Linked DNA regions of Anas platyrhynchos: region 2 is linked to region 1. The links are chromatin contacts, called in public Hi-C maps. All regions are on one chromosome and are shown on one strand. The core of a region is the stretch at or near the end of the contact, and the rest is flanking DNA. Distances in the headings are between cores, read along the strand shown. Region 1 overlaps ATG7 (autophagy related 7). Region 2 holds the start of TAMM41 (TAM41 mitochondrial translocator assembly and maintenance homolog).

What was found. A called contact is a pair of places that touch in the nucleus more often than the background predicts.
Region 2: a Hi-C map of subcutaneous adipose tissue shows a contact between it and region 1, with 2.3 times the contacts expected there. The contact joins the promoter of TAMM41 here to the enhancer-like site in region 1. A contact is called at or near these places in 5 of 8 Hi-C or Micro-C datasets (F1 follicle, liver, skeletal muscle and 1 more).

What each region holds. Positions count from the first base shown.
Region 1 is chr13:17,318,877-17,325,467 of IASCAAS_PekinDuck_T2T, forward strand. ATG7 (autophagy related 7) reads left to right here. Exons shown (of 20, transcript XR_003500288.3): 14 at 3,406-3,609; 15 at 3,863-3,978; 16 at 4,712-4,787. Among named protein-coding and RNA genes, the nearest start is that of ATG7, 22 kb to the left of the region's middle. Within about 2 kb of position 3,950, at least 1 of the 8 cell types and tissues checked has an H3K27ac peak or open chromatin away from gene starts, as enhancers often do. A contact at or near this core is called in subcutaneous adipose tissue, where this site is marked.
Region 2 is chr13:17,545,669-17,552,538 of IASCAAS_PekinDuck_T2T, forward strand. It overlaps TAMM41 (TAM41 mitochondrial translocator assembly and maintenance homolog), which reads right to left and starts at 4,151. Exons shown (of 8, transcript XM_027467765.3): 1 at 3,740-4,151; 2 at 2,451-2,630; 3 at 130-222. The coding sequence starts at 4,012. It overlaps LOC106015210 (a long non-coding RNA gene), which reads left to right and starts at 4,156. Exons shown (of 5, transcript XR_011812543.1): 1 at 4,156-4,288; 2 at 5,454-5,579. LOC140003607 (a long non-coding RNA gene) reads left to right here and starts at 6,644. Exons shown (of 3, transcript XR_011812544.1): 1 at 6,644-6,870.

The DNA of each region.
Region 1 (6,591 bases), core at 2,700-5,199:
TCTTGAATTCTTATATTAAAAATGAGTATCCTAAACTTTATATTTTGTATAGTTAATATTATAGGAGATTGGTAACACTATATGCATAAGCGTTAACGTAGTCAAAATGTCAAAACATCTTTTGTGATAGGTATACATGAAGCACATTGAGAAGTTATGTATAAGCTTAACAGAAATGTTTCCAGGAGAGTCACAAAAGCATTTGGGGAGAATAGTTTGAGCCACTTTTGCCATGTTCTACAAATCAGATATCTGAATCAGATACAGATGGTGGAGCCTTTAATTTTATTTGAATATTCTTGAAGACAACATGGCATCCAAACTTTTCCTGTGAAAGAATATTCTAAATTTCACAGGAAACTGCATAGTTCTCTCAATTACTACAGTGGGAAAATAGTGTTTTGTAGAATCCAACTAATTTATCCTGAATACTTATTTCCTTTCCCACTGTGACATAGACCTTTGTAAAATAGTCTCTACTAATCCTGATATTTCTTAATTTAGGAATTGTGCAGTTTCATGTTTGCTCAGATAAAATAGCACAATTGGAAAATACCCATGTTAAGCTTTGAAGATGTCAGCTTAACTGCAGTGCACTTCCTGTGTGTTTTGTGGCACAAATGTAATGATGTCCATAGCAATTTAAGTTGCGAACTTAACATAAGACAGTAAAAGAAAACAGTACATGTGACAGGGCTGCGTCAATGTTATTGGAGATAGATATATATATATCTATATAAAATTTCTTCAGTGGTTTTTCAGCTATGGCAACTCTAGTTTCCTAATCCTTAGTAGTTGTGTGTGGTTTCTTCTGTTTGTGTGTTGCACCTGGGGCGCAATAACCCCAAGCAGAGCTACAGGTGGGGAGATGAGTGGTTGGAGAGCTGCCTGGCAGAGAAGGACCTGGGAGTGATGGTGGACAGTCAGCTGAATATGAACCAGCAGTGTGCTCAGGTGGCCAAGAAGGCCAACGGCATCCTGGCTTGTATCAGAAGCAGTGTGACCAGCAGGGCTAGGGAGGTGATCGTCCCCCTGTACTCGGCTCTGGTGAGGCCGCACCTCGAGTACTGTGTTCAGTTTTGGGCCCCTCGCTACAAGAAGGACGTGGGGGTGCTTGAGAGAGTCCCAAGAAGGACAATGAAGCTGGTGAGGGGTCTGGAGAACAAGTCCTATGAGGAGCAGCTGAAGGAGCTGGGCTTGTTCAGCATGGAGAAAAAGGAGGCTCAGGGACAACCTTATCACTCTTTATAAGTACATTAAAGGAGGCTGTAGTGAGGTGGGGGTTGGCCTGTTCTCCCACGTGCCTGGTGACAGGACGAGGGGGAACGGGCTGAAGTTGCACCAGGGAGGTTTAGGTTGGATGTTAGGAAGAACTTCTTTACTGAGAGGGTTGTGAGGCATTGGAACAGGCTGCCCAGGGAAGTGGTGGAGTCACCATCCCTGGAGGGTTTTAAAAGATGTTTAGATGTAGAGCTTAGGGATATGGTTTAGTGGAGGACTCGTTAGTGTTAGGTCAGAGGTTGGACTTGGTGATCTTGGAGGTCTCTTCCAGCCTAGACGATTCTGAGATTCTGTTTTCATAAAAAGTGAAGAGTGCAAAGGAGAGAATACAGATTTTTGGTATTTGCAAATTAGTTTTATCTTGTAATTTCAAGTATATTCCCCTTTCTCCTCATGTTTGTTCTTCTGAACTTAACTGAATTTCCACTGGTCCTGCTTTGCAAGCAAGAAAGATTTTTTTCAAATCATTTAACAAATGAAAACAGTAAGTAGAACTCTCCTTTTCAGTTTTGTTTTACAAAAGCCAAGGATATAGTTTGTTCTTTCTTAATTGACATTACTTATGGTATTTCATATGCCAAATTAAAATGTTATTCAATTTCCTCAGGTTAAGCATTACAAACAAGTAACCACTAAAGTTAGAGTGTATTTTCTTTAATTCTTTATCTTAAGTCAATTTAAAGAGATTTCTGATCCTAAGCAATAGCTCTATATACCGAAGTTGTCTTTGGTACTGTACTTTGAGGCCAAATTTCTTAATTTCTTCAATAGTTCTGTGCTGTTAGCTTAGTGCCTGACTTAGTGTCTGACTGCATCACTGTTATTTCATTTTCATAAGATCAATGTGATGTATGCAGGTGGGATACGCACAGCACGGAAACCTCAAGGCCTCCCGGCTGAAATGCTTGGCATCAGCTTTTCAATGTACTTTGTGTTAAGCATATAATGAGAGCTCTACTTCAAATGTGAATTTGTAGAGCAGCTGCAAATCTAAAGTACTGCTGAAGTTTTGACCTTAAGGTCTCAAAACAGGCATGTGGGGAAAAATGAAGAACATTATGATAATCTGTGTAAATTTATCTATGAAGGGGTACATGGGTAGAAATAAGAGTCAATTTCCCCACAGTTGCCTTAATGATCTTGCATCTACCTGCAGTCCTTCCTCCCAAACCAACTTAAGTTTAAGGACAGTTTAAGGACTGGTTCTGTGATATTCTGGTCATAACAAAAACTTTATCTGCTTAACTTTATATAAACTTCAGATTACTCTCAGCACTTCTCACAAGCTGAAGGGGAAAATGATGACAAAGCAATCGTGCATCATTGCTGCTTGTGACTAAACAGATGCATATGAAGACCATAAGTAACAATTGCTTTCCTCTCTGAGCAGGATTTTTGGGGATAACAGAAGTCACATAGAAGTGTTTAAAGTGTTATATTGGAGCACAGTGAAGTGAAAGAATACATACTGAGAATCTCAGATGGTATGAAAGCTTGTTCTGATAGCCACTGTGGTACTTAAATGGCATTTGAAATAATGTAGCACTCAGAGTTTCAATGTTTCGTATAGAATGTGCAGGAAACTGGAGAATCAATTCTAAGCAGGAACCAAAATAAAATGTTCCAATAACAGTACTAATTGCTGTGTGAAAATTGGGCCAAATATGAATATACGGGTGTTGATCCATTTCAGTGCATAACTGCTCCAGTAACTTCAGTGAGGCACTGAATGTTACTGTGAAGTTGCCTTCAGATGTTAACTAAAGCAACACATTTATGGAGTTCCTGTGCCAGTGTTGTCTGCAAGCGTACATAAGTTTGTGCAAAGAAAAAAGGAAGTCATTCATTTGCATCACCTTGCCCTGAAATTGTCCCCTAATTGTGGACTTCTGAAGCAATTTAGCATTTTTTTTAAATGCATTACAATGGGAATTTTCCACATATCAGAGAATCTGGTTTGGGGTTTGCTGTTTTTGTGGCTAGGATGATAGATAGGTGGTGAGGTTGTCTGTATACAGATTTTTTTGTTTTGTTTTTGACACTTACAGTGAACCTCAAGGCCTTTTTCCCTCCTCCCCTTTAAAGCTCAGTTCAAATTTGTTCTTCTGTCTTTATTCTTCATAGCTGGTCATCAATGCTGCATTGGGATTTGACACATTTGTTGTTATGAGACATGGACTAAAGAAACCAAAACAGCAAGAATCTGGTGATTCGTGTTTCAGCAATGCCTCCAGTTCTTCTGACCTGTTGGGATCATCACTCTTTTCAAATATCCCTGGCTATAAACTGGGTTGCTATTTCTGCAATGATGTTGTGGCACCAGGGGATGTGAGTAGAACCTTATGCAAATGGTGGTGATTATGCATCTCTTTCGTTGTGAATTGAATTCTTATTTCCTTTAAATGGTATTTTGTCAGGGATCCTTTTTATGTTGAAGTATAGATGATTAAAAAATAGTTCATATTTTATTTGGAACATCAAATAAATGAATTGCACATAACTAAAGATGTTTTGTGTAGTAGAGCAGCTAATTACTTTTGAGTTACTTTTTTCTTTTTTTTAGAATTGTCTATCTTTGTAGTCCACCAGGGATCGGACATTGGATCAGCAGTGTACAGTCAGTCGACCTGGATTGGCAATGATAGCTGGAGCTCTTGCAGTGGAATTAATGGTTTCTGTTTTACAGCATCCAGAAGGGTGAGTCATTTCTGAGACAAGGAGTGGTGTTTAAGAGATGTTCTCTGAGAAATAAGTGTTTTCTTAACATAATCTTCTGGGAGAAGGAAGAGGGAAGTACACGTTAAGTAGGGCAATTCTGTAATGTGTGATGTTGCCTGTAAGTTAATCTAATTTATAGGCCATATCTTCTGTTACTGTAATTTAACAGTATTAAGAGAACTGAATGATCAAATCTGTGTATATTCTTTTTTGTATTGGAGATTGGCAGTTTTCCCTCCTTCTGAGCTCAAAAGTAGAAAAGTACTGAGAATATTTCAGAAGAACAGTGTGTTTCCTGTTACTAGATCTTGGGATTCCTTTGCTGAAGAGTGTGTTTTAGTGTAATGAGGAACTGTCATAAACACTTCTGTCACACAAAGGGCTTTCAGATAAGCAAAGTGTTTCAAAATCTTAGCTAAAATTAAGTGGGCTTAATTCAGAAATGACTCTGGAATTCTCTAACCTGAAATTTAGACTTGTTTTTCTTTTTAAAAACCTTTGAAAGAGAAGGAGAGCTAGGTTTGGATATGAGTATGTTACTCCAAATTCTGACAAAGGATTTTTGTATTTTCCTGCTGAAGCCTGGTTACTACTATGAAACAGACTTTCTAGGTTCTAAACTGCAACCTGTAATGAAATGTATGGTAACTTACTGTCCAGTCTGTCCAGTATGTTGTCGTTGTTCTGACTTTGATTCTTGGATTTTTGGCAGTGGTTATGCTGTGGCCAGCAGTAGTGATGATAGAATGAATGAACCACCTACTTCTCTTGGACTTGTTCCTCATCAGGTAAGTAATCTGTGAGTAAATGTTTTCGTTTAAAAGCTGAGTACTGATATAAGATCCATATCTCAGCCTGTTTCCTTAATAGAATACACTGTATGCTGATCAGATTCTTTTCCCACAAGGACTGAGTCTCCGTGCTTGGTTTAAAAATAAATAAGAAGCCGTCATAAAAGCCAAGGCTGTAGTGTTCCTGGCAATGTTTCTGTCCCAACACTGCCTACTTAGCAGGAATTTATTTGGACAGAGGAATCCCCTAACAGGCAACATTTAAATATGTAACCTTTGACTTTTCCCTATCAGAGCTGAGACTGTGAGCATCTCAAAGTTGCTCTTATTTTCTTTTTAAATTCACTCTTAGGTTGAAAAATAATGTTAAAATTCAGCCAACATCTATTATAGTTCTCTAAAATATTCATGAATTTTGGATGCAGTACATCAGTCTTCATTTTGTTCTACTCAACCCAAACTAGAGTTACAAATTAGTGTTTAAGGTACTGTTTTCACAATAACAAAGACAAGTCTATCCAGTGTATCGATACGGTCTTTCAAAGTACTGCCCTGTTGATCTTACCCACTTAATCAGATATCCTGTGATGTATCACTGGGGATTTAAAGTCTTTTGCTCCTCTTGCTTTATATTGCTTATCTGAGTATCTCTTTGTTCAGATGCATCTGTTGTATAAATAATTCTTTTCTGTTTATAAATGATGTGTTTGGATTCTCTTTGTTTTTTGTGTGCTCAGAGTGAATCTTAATTCAGAAAAACACAAAGGTACTACTGTGCTTTCTTTTGTGATGTCCAGCTAATCACAGAGAAGTCTACATAAAATTAGTCTAATTTTGTTTATAGTTTTATGTAGTAACCAGTATTTACACATGGATCATGTTTTACAGTGGGGTTCCCTGGGCTTTATCTGTTTTTTGTGTTTTTTTTTTCTGTTAACTCCGGAATCTCTCCAGTTCTCTCTCAAGTGTGTGTCTCCTATGCCCTTGGAGCTTTTCTGCTTGTTACAGTGGGCACTGTCAGCTACAGCATTGGTAGAGAATATCTTGTTCTCCACAGACTTGTTTTGATCCTGTCAGAGTACTTTGTAACAACTATCTGTCCTCATTGGTGGTCATAATCCATAATCTGCTCATCTGGAAAGTTATCAACAGTTTCTGGCTTTGGTGTTAATTGATTTGTTTTTAACTTTCAGAATGACAAGTTTTTTGCAGTCAGGGCACTCCATTATAAACTAAGTTACTCCCTTAACCCTCTTGTAGCTAATATGCTAATGCTGTTGTCAACAAGGCCCAACCTGAGACAACTGCTGCAGTGTCTTTTTGCTCTCCTATCTCAAGAGAAAGAGCCAAATCTGTCTGTCACTCATTTGATGATCCAGGATAATCTCCTGATTTAGTTCTGAATAAGATTTTGCTTTCTTAGTTGAAAACTGTATGGCATAATTAAAATCTTTCATAGTTTTCTGTAATCATCTTGATGCTTTCCTCTGATATGAAATAATGCCGAGGTGTTCATTTTTAAAAGTAATGTCAATAATTTTGAAAGTTAAAATTTTGAGTCTTGTTTTACAGAGACTTTGTTTCAAAATTATGACTTTATTCCAAACCTCTGGAAAACAGTTCTGAATTTTCTCTTAGCATCTAAGAAAAGCAATTTTTTTTCCAAAGAAAAGCTAGAAATAGTAAGGTATTTAGCATATACTTTAGGAAGTTTACTCCTTTCTACTCGAAAAATAATTTTATATATTTCCTTATGAGAATGTTGAGACTCTAGTCAGATGTCTGCCATTTTTTTATACCC
Region 2 (6,870 bases), core at 2,901-5,400, 230 kb after region 1:
ACCCCTAAATCAGGGCAGACAATCCCTTCAGTACTGACTCATAGATCACGAACAGTTGAAGTTAGAACTACAACTGGTAATTTTGCATCCCTGTAATTTCCTGCATTTCAAGAGATAACTAATAGTTACCGGCTTTTGTAGGCGTCCAGCAACATAGAGGGTTTTCCAGTGAAGTAAATCATCAATCAGGGCATCAGTGCTAATTACACCATATTTTATCATCTGGAGAAAAAAAAAGGAAAATAAATGTTTTTGAACAATCGTATCGCTGCACTGTTTTCATTACAGGAAATTTACTATTTTCTGTAACTGCCTTTAATTCTAAGGAACATACACCTCCAATACAATATTGCACACATAAAATTAAAAACATTTTACTGTCTACATCTTCTTTCTTAATCAGTTTTTGCTCCCAAGTATTTGAAAATTATTCTCTAATATACCTTTACCATAAAAGCATCTCTTTGATAACACTTAGAGAACTGCTCTTAGATAATTGCATCATACAAAGAAGAGCCACTTAAGTGACGTAGCTCCATAGTAAGCTTGGTTTGGGGCTTTTTGTATTTCTTTAGTTAAAAAAAAAAAAAAAAAAAAAGACAGGATAATTGGAAGAAAGCAAGAACACAATACAAGAAGAAGGAGCAATGCAACTACTTACTAGAAAAAAAAGAAGTCAAATAGCAACACTGATAGCCTAAAACAAGATAAAGGAGTTCCAAAATCAAACTAGAATTTTTAAGTAAAGTAAGTTTTAAAGAAAACCAATGCATGGGCATCTACCAAAACACAGGCAGTAAAAAAAAAAAAAAAAAAAAGTCACACTTGCATGCAGTGTTCTGGAAAAAAAAAAAAAAAAAGTGTAATGGAAGACACAAAGGACCCTCTAAAATCCTTTCTGGAAAGGAAGTTCCAATAAAACTATTCCCGGATCAATTCCTGAAGGAAAATGTTCTTCAAATCCTAAAGTAACCTAGTCTAGATAGAGACTGACCTGAAGAAATTTGAACATTAAAATGAATCTGTTCTTTAAAAGATTTAAGTTACACTTAGTTTTACACCAGCAAAACTATGCAGTAGTTAGAATACTCCACAGTATCTCTCAAGAGATATAATGGAAAAAAAAAAAAAAAGAAGATATGAAGAATTGAAGGATTTCCTATGAAGATATGAAAAATAATGAAGAATTTGTCAGCAATTTGAAATAAATTATAAAGACATTTATGGATACTGTAACTGGGGGAAGGGAAGAAGTATCAGGAAGCTTTTATTATTATTTTTAGAAACTCTTTGATGCTAGAAAACAATTTGTGATTTTTTAGTTGATGTTATGGAAGAAGTAAGATGACCTCTTAACAGTTACCAGTTTGCACATCCTGAGTTTCCAAAGATTATCACCAAAGCAAGGCAGCCAAGTTCAGAAATTCTGGATAACAAAGGACCACAGACTGTGATATAACTAGTTATTAGATAGGCGTATAAAGAGCCAGAAAGAACCAAATTGCATCACAAAGGTAACTGATCCCTAAAATAAATTTTGATGTAAAGAGAACAAAGTTTAAACTCCAAATTCTTGCCTCATCCAGATACCTAAACAAAATTGCAAGTATATAGTAATTTTTTTAAACTAGCTCTCCAGCATCATATGAAGAGTTCTGACACGTAGCCAACGTTACTGCAATTTCGTGCTCTGAGAAACTTCAGTTTGTACAAACGGCATTTTTCCCACAACTGTCCTTCATGTAACTTCCAATTTTCTTAACAGAACTTGCTTCTGTTACATCCAGTTTGTTACCACATGGCAAAAATTAGTCTAAATCAGCACCAATAAACAGAAATACACACTTCCTTCCCCTGCCTCCTTCCTGCACTCCTCTTTCCAAATACAGTCTACACATAATTGTGGTGTAGGCCTTGCTGGACAAGTACTACTTGCCTGGAATGATTAACTGTACCCAAACATCACAGGTAAAGATGTTTGCCATTAAACAACACAGATGTCAATTACAGCTTGCTATGTTAAACACCTGTGGTTTTTGTTTATTTGTTTGTTTTATGTCAAACAAACAGAAAGGATCTAGTTTGCTATTACTATGTGGTCAACTGCTGAATTGAAGGCTGTGTCGTCATCTCCCCCCCCCAACACAAAGCAGTGATATACTACTGTATGGCCACTGGCAAAACTGGAAGTGATAAGGAATGTAAATTCAGGTTCTGAAGTGCTTTAGTTGTGAATTTCAAACATTACCCATGTTTGTAAAGTGCTAGAACAGCTGCTTTTTAATTAGTATGATATTTGTGAAACAGTTTGAGACCTAAATATTGAAAATATCACCAATTAAGCATCAATTGCAGTCTATCAGATGTGCTTCCTGCACAGAAATCTGCTTTAAGCTAATCATTTCAATATTTCATGCACAAACATTTAACTTATTAAAACTCATACTTACCCTACCATTACATGGCACTAAAGTGTTGTAGTAAATCCCTGCTCCATAGCTCTGTATGTTACTTATCTGTTTTGGCCCAAAAACTTTTAGGAAGGAATAATGACTCTTGTTCTTTAATAAGTTCATCATATGCCAGGTCACCGAATCATCAACTGCAAACACAAAGTCCAGCATATTGTTCTGTGGATACAGAGAAAAGTACTGGTTTTCATATCAGGAAGGAAACAATGTTAATCACATTAATCCAATACCTGCATAATAAGCTAGCTACCAGCTAATAATGGTCACTTAATTAAAAACAAGATCGAACGCACAAGGCTTAACATTGGACACAACTTGAAGGTTACAATGGAGCTGTATGTTTTTCAGGTCACTCCACCAGTGATGGTCCAAAATTTTCCTTGCCCTCCCTGTTACACCGCCAACCTTCAGCCTTCCATAACACCGGGAACACACGACAAGGTCTCAGTAGCACCACTTCCCAGCTAGGACTGCTAATGAAGAGAACTTTTGCTAATACACACGGCCACAAACTGGGAGATGAGGGCACACAGAAATCAAGAAACTGTACTTCTACTGTACTTGCTTTTATTAACAAAGCGATCCACACACATTAACTTGTAACATTCAGCACTGTGCTGCTCTCCCAAAGAATACTGTCCACACATCCCTTTGCACAGAGGAGCTGCAAAATCACCACTCATCCCTACCGTAAACCAATATTTTGAGTAATAGTGCTTCAAATTCCTTAGACTTCCTGCTCTGGAAGTAAGCAACACTTAAAGCCCCAATTGTGGAGCATGCCTAACAGGCCAGTGTGAATGCACAACGCAGCCCATGAGCTGCTTTAAGAAGTCAGATGCAGGCACGGGGAGATCCCAAGCTGTTCCCCGGTGGTTTGACCCCAAACGTGGGCACCCAGAAGCCCTGGGTAACAACACGCTTTGCCTCAGGTACCCGCATCCTGCGGACAGCACGAACGAGCCCGGGCACTTCCTTATAACCAAAACGTAAAAGCTAAAAAAATGCAAAGCTGTGTTGTGAAGCAGGGTTCCCAGGTACGCGACAAAAGGGCAGCTGAACCCCTAACTGCCCTCGAGGACTGTCAGCCACAGGCCCACGGCTCCCTGCGGCCCCCGGCGCCCCCTGCCCGGCCCCTCCCGGTGGCTGCGGGCCGGCTCCGCTCCCCCGCCCCTCCCCGTGCCCGAGCCGCAGCGGCCCCAGCAGCCCCCGGCCACCCCGGGGAGGTTACGAGGGGCGTGGAGGCGGGGGGGGGCAGCCGCGCTCACCTCGCTGTGCCCGGCCGAGGGCCCCGCCTGCCGAAAGACGCCGGAGCCGTAGGCGAAGGCCAGGCTGAGCTCCTGGGGGAAGTGCGCCAGGACCCGCCGGAATTTCACCCCCGAGCTCGACAGCACCGGCAGCGCCATGGCGGCCACCTCTGTCGCCTTTCCCCGCCCGCCGGCTGAGGCGGCGGCAGTGGCGGCGCAGGGAGGAGAGGCCGCGCCGGGAAGGGGCAGCGGCACCGTCACACAGCGCCCTCTGCCGCCTGGCGCCGCCGCCATCCCGCTCAAACCCGCTGTAGTGCCCCGCAGCCCCGGGACGGCACCCACCGAGGTGCCAGGGGTCCCCGCGGCGGCCTCCGGTGCTTTGGGGCTGAGCCCCCCTCAGCGCCGCCCCGGCCCTGCCTGCGGGCGGGAAGGGAGCGAGCGGCCCCTGGGTGCCTGCCCCGCCGCTGGCAGGGTGTCGCAGCCCCCACACGATGGGCTTGTAGTTTTTTCCCCCCCATTTTGTTTCAACTGCTGTTATTTTTTATCTATCTATCTATTTATTTATTTATGGTTGGTTGGTTTTGTTCAGTAATCGCAATTCTGTGCCCGTTCTTTGGTTGTTTTCCTTTTCCCCTTGTCCATTTTTTCATGTGTCCCGCTGATTCGAGGCTTCCCTCAGGAATTCTTGTCAGCTCTATGCTCCTTCACACTTCTCCCATGCTGTGAAAACAGAAAGCCCACGACGTTTAATCATCACATTTGTGCTCACGACTGTCTCACACTCTCCTTGTGTATGAAGTACTCTGCTGAGCATGTCGGCTTTAATTTTCAAGTCCTATATAATAAATGTAGCTCAGTATTAAATACATAAAAATTGTTTATGAGATGGAAGCCTATCTTGTTTCCTCAACATTTTATTCTTTCTTCCATCTGTCTTCTTTAGGATCACATGTTATCTTTCATGTTTTTATGGCTTTCAAATCATCCCATTTAGGCTGTATGCTGTTATGAGAAAAGGGGGGCATTAAACATCCAGTCTGAGGCTTTAAACATGTGATTCGATCTTTATACATTACTGGAATTATACATCTGCTAAAAAGCAATGTTATATATGAGACCATCTGTAATTATTACAGAAAATACACTATCACAGAACCACACAATGTTACGGATTGGAAGGGACCTTGAAAGATCATCTGGTCCAATCCCCCTGCTGGAGCAGGAACACCTAGATCAGGTCACACAGGAACACGTCCAGGCGGGTTTTGAACGTCTGCAGAGAAGACGACTCCACAACCCCTCTGGGCAGCCTGTTCCAGTGTTCTGTCACCCTCACCATGAAGAAGCTTCTTATGTTTAAGTGGAACCTCCTATGTTCCAGCCTGCAGCCATTGTCCCTTGTATCATTAGATGTCACCAAGAAGCACCCGGCTGCGTCCTCCTGATGCTTGCCCTTTACCCATTTATAAACATTAATGAGGTCACCCCTCAATCTCCTCTTCTCCAAGCTATGGAGGCCCAGCTCTCTCAGCCTCTCCTCACAAGGGAGATGCTCCTCTCCCTTAATCATCCTCGTGGCTCTGTGCTAGACTGTCTCAAACAGTTCCCTGTCCTTCTTGAACTGAGGGACCCAGAACTGGATGCAATATTCTAGATGTGGTTTCACCAGGGCAGAGTAGAGGGGAAGGAGAACCTCTGTTGACCTACTAACCACATCCTTTCTGATACACCCCAGGATGCCATCGGCCTTCTTGGTCACAGGAGCACAGTGCTGCCTCGTGGTCATCCCGATGTCCACCCAGGACCCCCAGGTCCCTTTCCCCTAAGCTGCTATCCAACAGGTCTCCTAGATCTCCCTTGGGTAAGTATAACTTTATGAAATCAAAACAAAAGTAGAAGATCTTGAAATATATATTTTATGTAGGGTGTGGGTGGATGGATAGTATTGACCCAGAATGACCTTATTCTAATAAGTAATAATAAATGAAAAACTGGTTTGCAAGTGAACAAACTAATAGCATTCCAAAGGGCAATTATTATGGTGTTTACTAGTATTTAAAACTAAGTTAGCAAAGCAGTCTCTGGAGCGAAAAATACCTCTGGAATATTTTTGTTTGAGTGGTTGTGTTTTTAAAGAAAACGTGGGTAATGATGTTGTCAAAGTATTCTAGAATTTTCTACACAAATCTAGATCTTACCAGCTCAGAACTTCTATTTGAGGCACCCAAGGTGGATTTTTATTTATTTTTTTATTTTTATATATAACTTCAGATCTTGATTTATAGCTTTCCTACCACTGTGTTCTTCTGTGTATTTCCTTAACTGGCTTTTATGTATTTTAGATTAAATCTGAGATATGTTTCTTACGTACATTACTGACTTTTAAATTCATTTTGTTTCCATTAGCACAAGTAGCTTTGAGACTAATAGTTTGTGACTTGTAACCTATAAAGAGTCTATATGAAGTTTATGAAGTTATTTTATGTCTTATACCAACTTTGAACTTGGCCTCTAATCTGTTCTTCAGTTTAACTTTTACTTTGCTAACTTTGGTAAGAAAATCTGCAAACACCAGAAGGTCTTAAGTCTCATTTACACTGTCAGCCAGCACTGCTGTTGCAGGGAGCAGTTTTCTTCTATCCGTTTTTACCAGTGTAGGTGTTTGCGTGGCTGCATATCGCAACAGATTGGAGAATTGATGTGGGTTAAAGCCAACTTTTTTTTTTTTTTTTAAAACAGTCTAGTTTTAACCAGGTCACCAATGTGCTTTACCACACATGTTTGTGCTGGTGGAAGCAAGAGAGACGGTAAGATTTCTTCATTTATTGACAGTGCTACTTTGAAAGATACAAGTACTTTCCCCCCCCCCCCCCCAAAAAAAAAAAATCTCCCTTTAAATCTTGTCTGTGATTGATTCCATGTATTAAAGCTGTGTAGTAAAAGTACAATATTCTGTATGTCACAGTCTTCTTTTGCTTTTATTCTTTCTCTTTCAGACAAGGAAATTCTAATACTGTAGCATATTTCTCATGAGAGAGCATGACAGAAGTCTAAACTTCAGCCTTTTTTTCTCATTCTTTGCCACAGGCAGTAAAATGCATGTAGCCTGCCACATAACTAGAAAGCTTATTTGTAAGTGTAATTTCTGTTTC